Linked DNA regions of Mus musculus: regions 1 and 3 are each linked to region 2. A link is a contact called in public Hi-C and HiChIP or PLAC-seq data. All regions are on one chromosome and are shown on one strand. Each heading gives the region's core, a stretch centred on a gene start, on an enhancer-like site or on the middle of the called end of the contact. The rest is flanking DNA. Distances are from core to core; before and after follow the strand shown. Region 1 overlaps Gm30340 (a long non-coding RNA gene). Region 2 holds the start of Mir124-2hg (Mir124-2 host gene (non-protein coding)). Region 3 overlaps Gm30340 (a long non-coding RNA gene).

Region 1 (4,154 bases), core at 1,579-4,078, 250 kb after region 2:
AATACCATACATGAATTTCTCAAAAAATTAAAAATGTATTGCTATGAAATGAAAAATATAGTTCACCTCTGATAAGTCTCTAAAATCTCAAAAGTTCTAATTTTCTTCAAAATTCTAAAATCAAAAATCTTTAAGTCAATTTGTTATTTAAACAAATAAACAAACAAGCAAAATGCAAGTTATATACTCCAAAGAAAAATGGCACAGAATATCCACTCCTATTCTAAAAAGTTGATAGCAGTATAGGAAACACTGGATGAAAGCAACACAAAGTTCAGCAGAGCAACTACACTATACGGGACAGATTTCAAATGAGTTTACTCTCTCATACAATGGCCTGAAAATTATTATTCCATGTCCAGCATTTAGAGCAACCAGTATTGTGGTATCTACCAATGATGCTGGGTATTGAGACCCTTGTGGTCCTGGCATTCCTATGGTCATGGCATTTGCACTGGAGATGCTTTCTTGAGGTGGGACACTTCTACTCATTGACTATTACTTAACTCAGCAGATGTTTCTTATATTTCTATCATCCTAATTTCTCTATTATGCCTTAGATTTTGACCTTACACAGGGCTACCTATCTCTGGCTATGTCAAATTCTATCTCATCTCCCAGGGTTTTCTCTAAAATTTTTCTTGAAAACTTCAATTCTCCATGCAGTACAAACATCACATAGATGAAACAAGGCTCTTTCACTAGCCTAAATGCAAGCAGGCCCACCTGCTTGAAATAGCCCTGCATAGACATTTAAGTGCATAAATAAGTAAATTAGGTAAATGGTTTCCTGGAGAGTAAACTTCTAGTTGGTTTTGTGTAAACAAGGAAGTGGTAATTTTTTCTTAAGGGACAGACTTCACATGAATCTACTCTTTCATACACTTGAGCTTGTCATATGTGGGATCTGGACAAGACCCGAGATGCATAAAGTCACATTTCATACAGATTCCCAGCTTTCTTGCATCACCGTATTGGCTATAATCTCTTCAGAAATCATGGTTTCCTTAAAGACAACTTTAGACATCGTTTACTGCATGAAGTAAATGTTTACCATTTTTATCTATTCTTCTTTTATTTTCTATTAATTCTTAATATTAATCTGGTTAAAATAGATGATCAAAACCGTTTCATATTCTAAGTGTTAAGTTATTGCAACACCTCCTGCATCACATTAACTGTCCTACGCTTTCAAAATTCAGCTTCTTACAAAGCTTCAGGACATAGATGACATATGAACAAGTTCTTTGTACAATGTAGTATACAATCTAGTCTAGCCTATTTCCCAGAAGTTTTCATTCCTGTCTTTAAGCCTGGTATTTATGATGCATTTCTCTAGATCACTGGTCCTCAACCTTTCTAAGACTGCAAACCTTTAATACAATTAGTTCTCTATGTTTTAGTGACTCCCAACCATAAGTTATTTTGTTGCTTATTCATAATTATAACTTTGCTACTGTTATGAGTCATAACATAAATATCTGATATGCAAGATATCTGATATGTGACTATCAAAAAGATCATGACTGACAGGTTGTGAACCACTGTTCTAGACATTCTGGTCTACTGAGCTTCTACCAGAGTTACCCACTAATTAATGTAATCACATAGTGATGGGATTGTATGACAGGAGTCCTTCTTCACGTAATGATTGACAGGTATACCAGTTTTACACATTTTGCCAGATTGTAAAAAGTTATTTTGAAGAGGAAAATAATATTCTTTTTACTGTTTGTAGTTTTTGTTGAGATGGACTCTTATAACAAAATAAGATGTTCAAGAAACAAACAGAAATTCAGTAATTTAATGTCACATACACCTCATGCATACGCAGGAGACATAATTTACCAAAACTCAAGAAGGTAATTTGAAACTAAGCTTACATATAATCACATATTTAAACCTAGAAAGAAGAGTGTGGTAAAGATCAGAAAAACAGGCAAGGACTAGCACTTTCAATAGTAGGAAGCAGCTTTATCTTGCAATCTTTTCTTAATGAGAATATATTTTATAATTCATTTTCCTACAGAAAGCAGACACTTCTACAAATGGAGAGTCCCTTTGTTTATGCAAGTTTTTAGACAAAAGAATAATTTCTACTCTTAGTAACCAGGCGATGCTACTGGTCTGTTCTCAGGGACATTGAAGCAGCTTATGTCACCACTTGCAGCTGCTAGGTGTGCTATGTGTGTTAGGTGCTGTGTCTAAAAGGAATCCTAGCCACTGTAGTACTCTCCTCATCCTGTCTCGTGTGTTTACTTCATGTCTCTCTTTCTGTCACTTTCTATTTCTCCAATATGTCATGTCTCTACATGGGCTTCCATTGTCCTCTCCTCCAATAAATCTCTTACACTAGATCTGTTGCATGGTGTAATTTCTCAGGGGTACAACTTGGTATGGGCCTGTCAAAGATATCCCTTATCACCCCCACTGCTTTTATCCTATCTTATTTTGTTTTCAGTGTTCTCCAACTCATTACTTTAAAATAAAGTGTGAGGCAAGACAGTGCATTTTGCTCTCCTACAGTCATTTCTTGGTGTGACATACCTAAATTCCCTAATGGTAAAGGAATAGAGTTAATTTCATGCATATTTTTCTTGCATTTTGGTTGTAAAAGGCCTTGACTATTAATATTAAACAAACCATTTTCACACTAATGGATTTGTAAGTAGATGTATGGATTGAAAGGTGGGTGGGTTTACATTCTTCTTCACTGACCACTGAGTTAAAATAGTATTTATCCTGGCTCTATTTTATCCTGCTAAGATTCATTTTGTTACTTTGGTCTGTATAATTTCTCCAGTCAAAATAAATGACTCACTCTTTGCTAAGCCCACCCCTCCCTTTCTGGATCATCTGTGGCCTTGGCTCATGCTGTGAACTCCATCTGGAATATCATTTCTATGTTTCTGAAGAATTGTTTCTAAAAGGACAGCCTGCATTCAAGTTCCATCATAAGTATCAACTTCTTATAAGTTTTTTTTTTCACTGAATAAAATATCTTTTCTTCTACATTTCAGTTTTGTACTTTTTTCAACAATGATGTCTATAGTTTTCTTGCCTTGCAACATTTCTAATATTAAACTCTCAAGTTGCTTATCATCACCATTGTCCTCTTTGTGATCTTATTTTGTCTTATTTATCTTACTTGATCATGAACTCCACAAGCCAGAAAATACAGTTAAACTTATTTTGCCTGGTCTATTATTGTTTTCCCATATACAGACTGAAGCATTATAGTATCTTTCAAGATTAATTTATTAATTCAATAATTATGTATGAAATGTATTAGAAGTAGCTATTGGTTAGAATAATACAGAAAACTATGAAGTTAAATTATTTCATAAAATTTCACTTAAGTCATAAAAATATATTCTGACTACTATCATGTTGCATGTAGCTTTTGCTACCCTGCCTTAGCTCTGGGAACAGGCCATGCTACCAGCCCCCTCCCAGATTCTCTTGAATTGATGAGTCAATGATTCATACACAGTTGTTTGTTTTCAACTTGCCTTCTTATCACAATTGTTGGGCATTATTGGACTCCTGCTGGTAGCATGCCCTTATCAATACTCACAGCACTGCACCTCCTGCCTGTCTTAAACTTTAGTGCTCAGTTACATCTAGATCCTACTAAATATCCCTATAGGAGTAGCCATAATCCGTTGTCCCTCTTGAGACTTCCCATGGCTGCCTGGCTTTTGTCCCCAAAGCATGGCTAACTCTCCTCTCCTACCTTGCATCTCTCCTTTCCTCGAGGGACCTGGAAGTCCCTTCTATTCCTTCTGACCAGCAATTAGCCTGGCTTCTTTACTGACAGATCAAGAACCAGTTAGGTAACAGGACAGCATCAGAACCACCCCTGCAACTATCATATATTTATTATTGTTTATATAAGGTAAATCATCCAAAATCATGACTGTAGAGCATTTAGCTCAATTATTTTATACATAATAGTAATTTTAGTGAAGAGATTAATTAATGTGAGTACATTCATTTATTAAAACCATCACCGTTCACAATAAATTATATGTATTTTTGCAAATACACTTTATTATGTAAATGATATTTATAATTATTTCTTCAGGTAGGAACAACAAAATAACTTTGATTAGCAATGTGGTTTTAGACTAACAGAAAAAATACTAAGTATA
Region 2 (4,549 bases), core at 1,794-4,293:
TTTACAGGTCACAAAGAAGACTGGTTACAAAATAAGTCAGAAGTCACAGGGTTGAAAGTGAAAATTTAAGGGAGCAGTTATATAATCCACAAGAGAAATAATTGTGATGAATTTCACTTCTGAAAAGGTTAAGGTAATGAAACTCATGCAAAAAGCAATATAGTTATTTGACACAGAGCCACAGTGAACCAAACCTGTGCCCTAACCTGGATCAATATGTATGTGAAAGTCTGTTGTTTTCCTGGGGGTTAGGGTGAGTGTCCGTCTAACCAGTCACTGCACAGTTAGTTATGCACTATAGTGTCTGTCCAGAAATAAATGGGGGTATGGGAGTCATATCTCTATTCATATTATCCCTGTCTATCAAAGTGGCATTTAATTTTTCCAATTCTATGCATTTAGAAACCTAGTCACTGATAAAAATCTATTTAATTTGCTCTAGTGTCATTCAGCTAATCCCAGACAAAATATAAAATTTCTCTTTCTTTATTCAGCTGTATGTCCTATAACAAACATCCCATACCAAAATGAATGTATTTAAAACTGTAATTTACTAGTGACATAAGGTAGAAATGACCTTTAGTTTGATTTTTAAAAAGTCACATCCATGAGAAAGGACAGATGTTGAAGATATGAATTATCATTTCCTTAAAACGTGGTAGAATGCATACAGTATCCCTTAAATTCAAATTTTAGTTTTAAATTCAAGATTTATTCCAAATTGTTATAAAATAAAATTTTCGTTGCCTCCAACAGATGCTATGAAGGTAAAATTTCACACACAATTTTGCTGGAGTCGGTTTGCTTAATAACTAGTTCGCTGTCCATGGTTTTGATCCATATGAAGGAACAAGCTCCAGTGCTTTGGAAAATTTTAAGTCAATGTGTTTCTTCATTAATTTGACTTCTTAACTTTTTAAGATTATATAAAAGGAGGAGAATAGTATGTGAGCCCCATTTCTTCTTCATTCAGCTGTTTTCATTTTTTTTCTGTATTTCTCACCAAATGAAGTACCAGAATCAAATGGGGAGAGGGCTACATTTCATTATTTCTGAACTGACAAACGATCGCTCAATGCACCTATACAAAGATCTTTAATAAATAGGATATAAAATTTTCATCTGCCCACTTTGTCTCACCCTCTCCCCTCTGGCTAAGAAAAGTAACACAGAGCTCTTTAGTCTTGTAGAGTCATCTTTGTTTACTTTTGAATATGGCTTAGCTAGACCAAGAAAATTTATAAAATTGATACTCCAAGGAAAAAGAGAGAAAGAACGGAACAATACTCCTCTGGGAGATCGTCCTGTCTCTATTGTATCTTCATACAGCTGTGGGCAGTGTAGATAGCTATCTCACATCTACAATGAGCCAATTCTGAAGAATCCCCCTACTAACCCCAGCACTTTCTATGGCAGTGAGGACAGCATGATGATGAAGTGACTAAGGCTTCTTACTCAGTAGTTCTTTGCCCCAATACCAATAGCATTTCATCTTAGGTTTAAAAAAATCTAAAGACTGACACAGTAGAGTAAAAATAATCTTGTCCTGTGATTCTCCCAGGGATGACTGGAGAAAGGAAAAAACACAATACACTACCCCACCCCCAAATGATTGGTGGTTTTTTGTTTTGTTTTGTTTTGTTTTCATTTTCTGCAGGTTATCAGAGGAGAGGTATTATTTTCATGTATGTGTATAACCACACACTTATGATCTAATGCCCTCTAGAACTACAAATCTTTAAAGGGCACCGACCAGTACAAATTGTTTCTATTCAAATATCTGGACAGCAGGGAAACAGACCCTTGGTTTCAAAGCAAGGTCCATACCCACCGGGCCAAGGGGCCCAGCCATAGCCGCTTCCGCTTTTGCTTTTCTGGGTATAAGAGGGCTGATTCTTGCTCCTGCCCCTCAAAGTATTGAAAACTTGGGAAATCCTTGTACCGGAAGAAAATGGCCTAAACACAATAGGACTCGCCATTTTCTACTTGCGAAGCACAAAGCGCTTGGCGCTGCCTGCTACACAAAGGAAGCATGGGCCGCAGAATTCTTGCATATTTTCAAGAGGCTAGAAAATATCTTCCGCGAATGGCAATTTATATTGTTTGGTCACACACACACACACACACACACACACACACACACACACACACACACACACACACACACAGAGGCATCCTCACTTAGCCCTGATGTCTAGAAGATCCCAGCTTTAAGGTTTAAGTTAAAAACAAAACAAAACAAAACAAAAACGCAGGAAAGGCTCGGTTCCAGAAGCAGCGCTCAGGGCCGTGTTAATCCTCCCAAGACAACGGGTGTTAGCGGTGGGCAGCAGAGGGCTCTAAACTAGGTGTGTTGTTGTGGGGATGGAGGCCCATCATCTCCCAGTCTAAGATCTCTCCTTTTGACTCCATCCTGTCCCCAGAGCTCGTCCGGTAGCTCCGTAGTCCTACCCTTTGAGCGACAGGAACCAATCTTTCAGCGAGGATGTTAAGCTGGCAGCAACTCTTAAGGATGCTCAAAGCGCGGGAAACCCTGATCTGTGCGCCTCCCCTGCCCCCAGCCCACTGCTACAATCCACAGCATAATAACAGGACTCTATTACTAGCCTAGGTAAAATGCTGCAGCTTAGGTACAGAAAAACAAAACAAAACAAAAACAATGCAGGAAGCCCCTACAAATAAAAACATACAGACACAGGCAGCAACTCTGCTCACAATAGGAACACTCAGTTCACCGCGCGAAGCAGAGCTTAAAAACCCAGGAAAAGACAGACAGTACTTACAGCAGGTGAGTCCTTGAATAATCCATGGTCAGGTCCTTCGGTTTGTTAGTCTGTGCTTTAAAAAAAAAAAAGTATATACATCTCTGTGTATTTGATTTTTACATAGCTTCCATCGTTGTGAAGGAAAGAAAAAAATCTTGAAGACTTGAGAGCATGGGGGAGGGGGCGGAGATTTTCATTGTCTACGCTCTGCACACGCAGCCCAAGATATTGCTCTGTGGAGCTCCTTCCACTTTCTGCTTGAAATTCAGAAGCTTTCTACTCAGCAAAGAAGGAGTTTGGCACACACCCCCTGCCCCTGTATTTCTCCTCTCCTCTCCTCTCCTCTCCTCTCCTCTCCTCTCCTCTCCTCTCCTCTCCTCTCCTCTCCTCTCCTCTCCTCTCCTCTCCTCTCCTCTCCTCTCTCTGTCACTCACCCTCTTGCTCTTCTAAAGCTAGTGTTCTCTCTCTCTCTCTCTCTCTCTCTCTCTCTCTCTCTCTCTCACTTTTTTTTCAAAAGAGGGCAGGTCGCTTCCTGCATCCCAATGAGTTAAATCAGGCACTTCTTCTCATGCATCAGCAGCCTCTTTAACAATCCGAGAGCTGCAGGCACAAAAGAGCATTTAGCTGCCTCCAATTTGTGTAGAAGGCCTGCCCTTAATTTGTTTGAGGAGTATAATTAAATCATGAATTTCACGAAATATAAAAATACAAAATTCCTAACCTCAGCTAGTGAACCGCTAATGGTAACCTTTAAAAACAAATCTCTCCTCATGTCCCTGTTCTTAGCCAGACCGAGAACATCTCAGATACGCAAGAAGACAAGAGTTCGGACTCAAACCTAGCATGCCTTCTCCATTTACACGTCAAGGTCACACTGATAACATCCCTCAGTGCTCTAAATGAGAGCCTTTCTATTTCTTTCCTTTTAAAAAACAATAATATTCTGAATTTTTAAAATTGCCTCAGGAAGAAATTAAGTCATTTGGGAAAATCTGCTGGACTAAATAAAAACGTAAGTATGTTCTTAATATGAAATAGGATCAGAATTTGCTATACAGACACTAGGTTGAGGAGTTCTACAAATAGGCCTTGCTCGGGAGAATGTTTTCAACTTTTCCAGGCAGGACTCTGTGGTCAGTGAAGTCTGAGTTCCATGGGTTTTGATCATGTTTCTTCCAGCCACAGAGTGGGCCTTATGGGACATCAGAGCCAGAGCCTATCAAGCTTGCTGAGTCCCAGAGGGCTTCTGATAAGGAAAATGCTGCTTGTTGTTGGGAGCAGGGGTTTGGCTCCCACTCCTTTAAGTAGGTTGGGGCGCAAAAAGCAACTCTGCATTCCTGCAGTTTCTCTTTCAGAAAGAATCCAGACCAAGCCATTGCTCTACCTCAATGAAGGTGGTGGGGTGGCAAGGCCACCTTCCTCTCTCACTCACCTGCCACCCCCCCCTCCCCCAAGGCCACTGCTAGGAAGATACTTAGGAGTGTTTTTCTCCTTCCTAGTGCTCCCATCTTCTGGGAAATTGTAGAATCCCTTACCACAAAAAACTTTGAATTGTCAGTAATTTGCTGCTAAGTCTACTGTCAGCTCCTACCCCCATTTCTCATTCTAACTCTAGTCAAGAACCCCCCACACTGGAACACTGGAGAGGTGCAACTTCAGTACTACCCAATGGGAACAAAACATGTCACCACTTCCTGACTGTAAATGTTCACTCTGATACTCTAAGTCACCCTGGGCGTTTGAATTAGGCCATGTTTCACCCTGAGCACAGAGCTAAGTGAACT
Region 3 (4,497 bases), core at 578-3,077, 210 kb after region 2:
GAGTACCTTACTACTGTGATACGAGAAATTAGAAAGGTTAGCAAATTAGAACACTCACTAGTTTTTCATGCTTATATTATATTTTTAATATACCATTTCAACCTGCCTTTGCTAATAATTGGTTGTGTGAAAGTGTAAATATTTCAAATGATTTTTGTCTAGCGCTCAAAATGGTCACACTGAATTACTTTTGCATTCTTTCCATAATTTTTTTTTGCTAGACTATCGTGATGATACATTGAATGGGCATTTGGTACGTGAATTGAAATATAGCCGAGGAAATAGGTATTTGCTTTCTTGTATGGTGCTTAGGTGAACCTTTTGGTATGTACATTGTTTGTCTATAAAATTGTAGCAGTTCTTTTTTTTACAATGATGACATTACACAAAAAATATACAAATTAGGTAGGAGCCCCTAGCTATCCCCACAGCCTGTTGCATCAAGTATCTGTAGAGTTAGGCACATCCTCTCCTACTGAGGCTAGACAAAGTCAGCTCTGTTGGAGAATAGATCCTATAGTCCAGAAACAACTTTAAAGAAAGCTCTTTTCCCCTGCTCAGAGGAAAAGAGAAGGGGGGATGAGGGGAGGGACACTGACATGGGGACCAGGGACTGGGAGGGAGTTAGGGCAGCATTTGGGATGTAAGTAACTAAATTAACTAAAAAAATATTTCCAGTTACAGTCCCAGCAAATAGCTACCTTCTTCTAAAAAAATCACTATATCATATTATTCCATTTTATGTCTATAGTAACTGGAATTCCTATAAAACAGAACATATTTATATAGATACTTTCACAATAGGGTTAATTTTGCTTGCAAGTTTATTCCTTAATCTAGGTGTCTAGAAAATGCCACATTAAGGGTACAAAATATGATATCAGGTGGATCTTGTTTAAATCATAGGCTATCTCATCCCTTACAAGAAATGGCTGTAATCTTGGTTTCTTATGCAGTATGGCTCACATATATGTCTTAGAATCTTTTCAGTCTTTTGTTAAGGATTTTGTGAGCAATAGTGATTCAGATTCAGCTTTCTACAGTTAACATAATTTAGAATGACAGAAATCCATATCACAAAGCTATACTTAATAAACCAGATGTTTCTAATATCTGAGCATTCTTAATCAATATTAAAATGTATAATTTTAGAAATCATTTTTACAAGCTCAGGATAATAGTTCTGCGTGCCAAGCTGTCTCATTACTTTCTGCTCTTAAGTCTGGACTCCTCCAATAATGAGGACTTTTTTGGTGAAAGAGAGGAATAAAGATCTATGAAGCGTCAAATCACAGGGTCTTCTTATCACTTCACAGGAACAATTTTTACTTTTTCTTTGTCTACAGTCAGAAATTTTAAACGAGGTATACCCAACTTGGGTGCTTCATAATTTGCAATGGAAAACAGGATTATCTCCATATATATTTAACCAGGGTGGTTGCAGACATATGAATTTCAGTCTAGAAACTTGCTGTATGTTCTGCTATATTTTCCCAGAATGTATAAAAGCATGCCTTTAAAAAATACATGCACACACGATGGTAATTGAATCGTACATAAAACCCGTCAAAGCTCCAATTTCCAATATTCTAATGAATATCAAAAGAGTCCAGTATTTCCGACTTTGACAAATTGCAGATGAGGTTTTACTCATTAAGAGGGGCCGCTAATGTTTATTTAAATGCAATTTACTGTTGCATTATTGATTAGCTACTGCAAAATTATCTTACAAGGAGCACGTGTGTTGAGAAGATTTCGGGTTGAGAGCGGATTTATCTAGGGAAGGCCTGTAGGCTTGATTTAGGCCCCAGGACACGAGAGTTTTAATTTATCTGGAAAGAAAGGCCTGGCGGAAGGTTTGCTTTGTTTGCGTTTAGACAGCAGATGAAAGGCGTTTTGATGTTGAGCTGGGAAAAAAAAATGGCTGCCACTCTCTTATTCACGCAGAGAATTCAGCAAAGGAAAAAAAAAAAAACCCTATTACTCAGGCAAGATAAAACAAGCCTTTTCTTACCCTCAAATCATTTTTTGAATCAAATATGTGGTTCTTGTTATCTTCCAAAGGAGAAATAAAAAATTTAAAATGTTTCTTGTTATCGAAAATCTTCAAAATATTTTCATATTGTATTTTTGCTAACGTTTCACTTTATGCTTCCATTCTGTACCTTTTGGTGGGGACATCCTATGTGCCTTAAAATGGGAATGTAACTTGATAAAAGGACCAATGAAAGAATTAAACATTTGAGTGAAAGTGAACAAACAAATTTTTCAGATGCTGTGCTTGAAAAATAACATAAACAGTATTTAGATAGAAAGTCTTTTAGACACACTACATTGTTGGTTCTGTGGACCAGAAATATCCATCTGAGGGAGTCAGACTCCTTAATGCTGACTTTTTCCAGTCTAATCATTACGAGCATATTAGCAAGTAAGACAATGTCAAAGGCTGCACTAAAAATGACACACTTCCATGTAGAATCATGGAAAGATGGCTACTAGATAAAAAAGGTAATTAAAATAAAGAAAGTGATAAAATTCATGTAATTTGTAGAGGGAAAATACCTCTTATTTATGTATGTAAAAATGTCAGGGATATCTTATACCTGCTTGTGCAGACAGTTATTGGTTTACTTCCTTGATAATATAGGAAATTCTTATATGTAACATCATCTCAAGGGTAGAGAACAAACTTTTTAATGTAATTTAAGGTTATGAGTTGGAAAAATATCTTGTCAAGCAGAAAAGCATGTGGCGAAGATGACACTTGAAAAGATAAAGCTCCTATATGCTGCAGGTAATTATTTAGTATGCCTAAGAATCTTGTAATAATTATTTGATGATATACCAGCCAGCCAAGAGAATTTAGAAAATGTCTCAACTGATCAGTAGAACATCTGAATTGCATTTCAATATGCAATAATAGGATCTTAAATCCAGACTCTGAAACATTATCATTCAGAAGGCATTTCAGTTGGTTTACTATTCTGTGAAAATAAATTTCATAGGCAGCATTCTGCATTGAAAAAGAAGCTGGAAAAAAAACCTCATTTTCTCTGTGTGATTTGGGGCCACAAATGAGAAAGACAGCGACAAGAATTTTGTTTTCCTCTGGGGCTTACATCACTGGAGGCATGGTGATGATGACTGAACACTGGTTCGGACAGTTTGAAGGTTAATTATATATCCACATTTTGGGTCTGCCAGAATGGGGTACTGCTATACATTTATTTAAACAAATCTGAAGTATATCTGAAGTATTCACTTAAAAAATGTCGCTTAGTAATGTAACACTGATTACACAACTTTTTATTTTCCTATGTAGTCCTTAGTTTTAACTTCTCTTTTAGTTAGTAATCTCATCTACTCATTTTCTCTTTCACTGTTTGAGGGAAGGAGGGAGGGAGGGAGGATGGGAGGGAGGGAGGGAGAAAGAGAGAAAGAGGGATATACTTCCTCATAGGTGTGCTTGCCTGTGCACACATGGAGGGGAGAGGTCAACATTAGATGTCTGCTTTTACTCCCTGCTTTATATTTTGAGGATAGGTCTCCCACTGTTCCTGAAACCTCACTGTTTTGGCTAGAAAAACTGGCAAGAAGCCTCAAGGATGTATTTTGTCACACCCCAGTGCTCAGGATAGAGGCATGTGTGTCTGTTGGCTTTTCCATGGATGCTGGGGTTCTGAACTCAGGTCATGATGTTTAGCACTCACGGAGCTATCTCACAGCCCTCATCTGTTTACCCTTAGTAAAGATATTATATTTTTTTCTTTACTTTTAGATATTGACAAAGAACATATACTTTAGAGGACAATTCAAATGAACTAAGAGTAATCAAAAAAACAAAGCAAGCTAGATATTATGTGCTCTATGTCCAGATATACTAGTATTTTGCTCGAATTGGGAACTTATATGGACTTGGCATGTAATCACTGGAAACAAGTGATCAAGCAAGATCATATCAAGCAAGATTATAAAAGGGGAGATTTATTTTAGATATTATTGAGATATTGTAAATTAATTTGTTTTATTTGTAAAAGACAAGAATTGTGTCTGTGATTATGCCCTCAGAATGGATAGTTAACTTTTTAAAGTTCTCTGCACTTTTAAATGCTGGGGAGCTTTAAATAGAAAATTAGGAATAAGCTCCAAAATGAAGGGAGGGAGAAAATCCTGGTTACTCTGAGAAACATTAGTGAATGTAATCATGGCTTAAAATAAGTAAAAGGATCTTCAATAAAGGCCACAGATGACCCTATTGAATAAGGTGCATGTTCACTCATTCCTCTGTTCAGTGATCACCTATTTCATTCATTCGACATTTATTCACCCGTGAACACTTGCACAGTGTCAGGACACTTCCTCATCACTTCCCTAGAGCCAGATATCTATGCCAGGTAAGGAGACATAAACAGGAAATGGGGAATTTCTGCGCCCAGGATTGTAGATGAATTTTTAAAAATAAAGTACTTATGAAACATTATTTTCCATTTATTTTGA

Evidence for each region. Hi-C and Micro-C count contacts between places; a contact is called where the count stands out from the background. HiChIP or PLAC-seq counts read pairs in DNA pulled down with a chosen protein or histone mark.
Region 1: a Hi-C map of cerebellum shows a contact between it and region 2, with 1.8 times the contacts expected there. The contact joins the enhancer-like site here to the promoter of Mir124-2hg in region 2. A contact is called at or near these places in 1 of 39 promoter capture datasets (hippocampal neurons), 3 of 484 Hi-C or Micro-C datasets (cerebellar granule neurons, cerebellum and cortical neurons), 4 of 115 datasets of contacts at active chromatin or transcription factors (embryonic forebrain, embryonic hindbrain, embryonic midbrain and 1 more) and 1 of 9 other capture datasets (embryonic stem cells).
Region 3: an H3K4me3 HiChIP or PLAC-seq map of embryonic forebrain shows a contact between it and region 2, with 4 times the contacts expected there. The contact joins the enhancer-like site here to the promoter of Mir124-2hg in region 2. A contact is called at or near these places in 1 of 39 promoter capture datasets (embryonic stem cells), 1 of 484 Hi-C or Micro-C datasets (rod photoreceptor) and 7 of 115 datasets of contacts at active chromatin or transcription factors (astrocytes, differentiating embryonic stem cells, embryonic forebrain and 4 more).

The regions. Positions count from the first base shown.
Region 1 is chr3:17,540,260-17,544,413 of GRCm38.p6, reverse strand. The region is part of intron 3 of Gm30340 (a long non-coding RNA gene); the gene reads left to right. Among named protein-coding and RNA genes, the nearest start is that of Gm30340, 240 kb to the left of the region's middle. Within about 2 kb of position 2,828, at least 2 of the 459 cell types and tissues checked have an H3K27ac peak or open chromatin away from gene starts, as enhancers often do. A contact at or near this core is called in cerebellar granule neurons and cerebellum, where this site is marked.
Region 2 is chr3:17,788,415-17,792,963 of GRCm38.p6, reverse strand. It overlaps Mir124-2hg (Mir124-2 host gene (non-protein coding)), which reads right to left and starts at 3,043. Exons shown (of 3, transcript NR_033490.1): 1 at 2,784-3,043.
Region 3 is chr3:17,580,036-17,584,532 of GRCm38.p6, reverse strand. The region is part of intron 2 of Gm30340 (a long non-coding RNA gene); the gene reads left to right. Among named protein-coding and RNA genes, the nearest start is that of Gm30340, 200 kb to the left of the region's middle. Within about 2 kb of position 1,827, at least 6 of the 459 cell types and tissues checked have an H3K27ac peak or open chromatin away from gene starts, as enhancers often do. A contact at or near this core is called in embryonic forebrain, where this site is marked.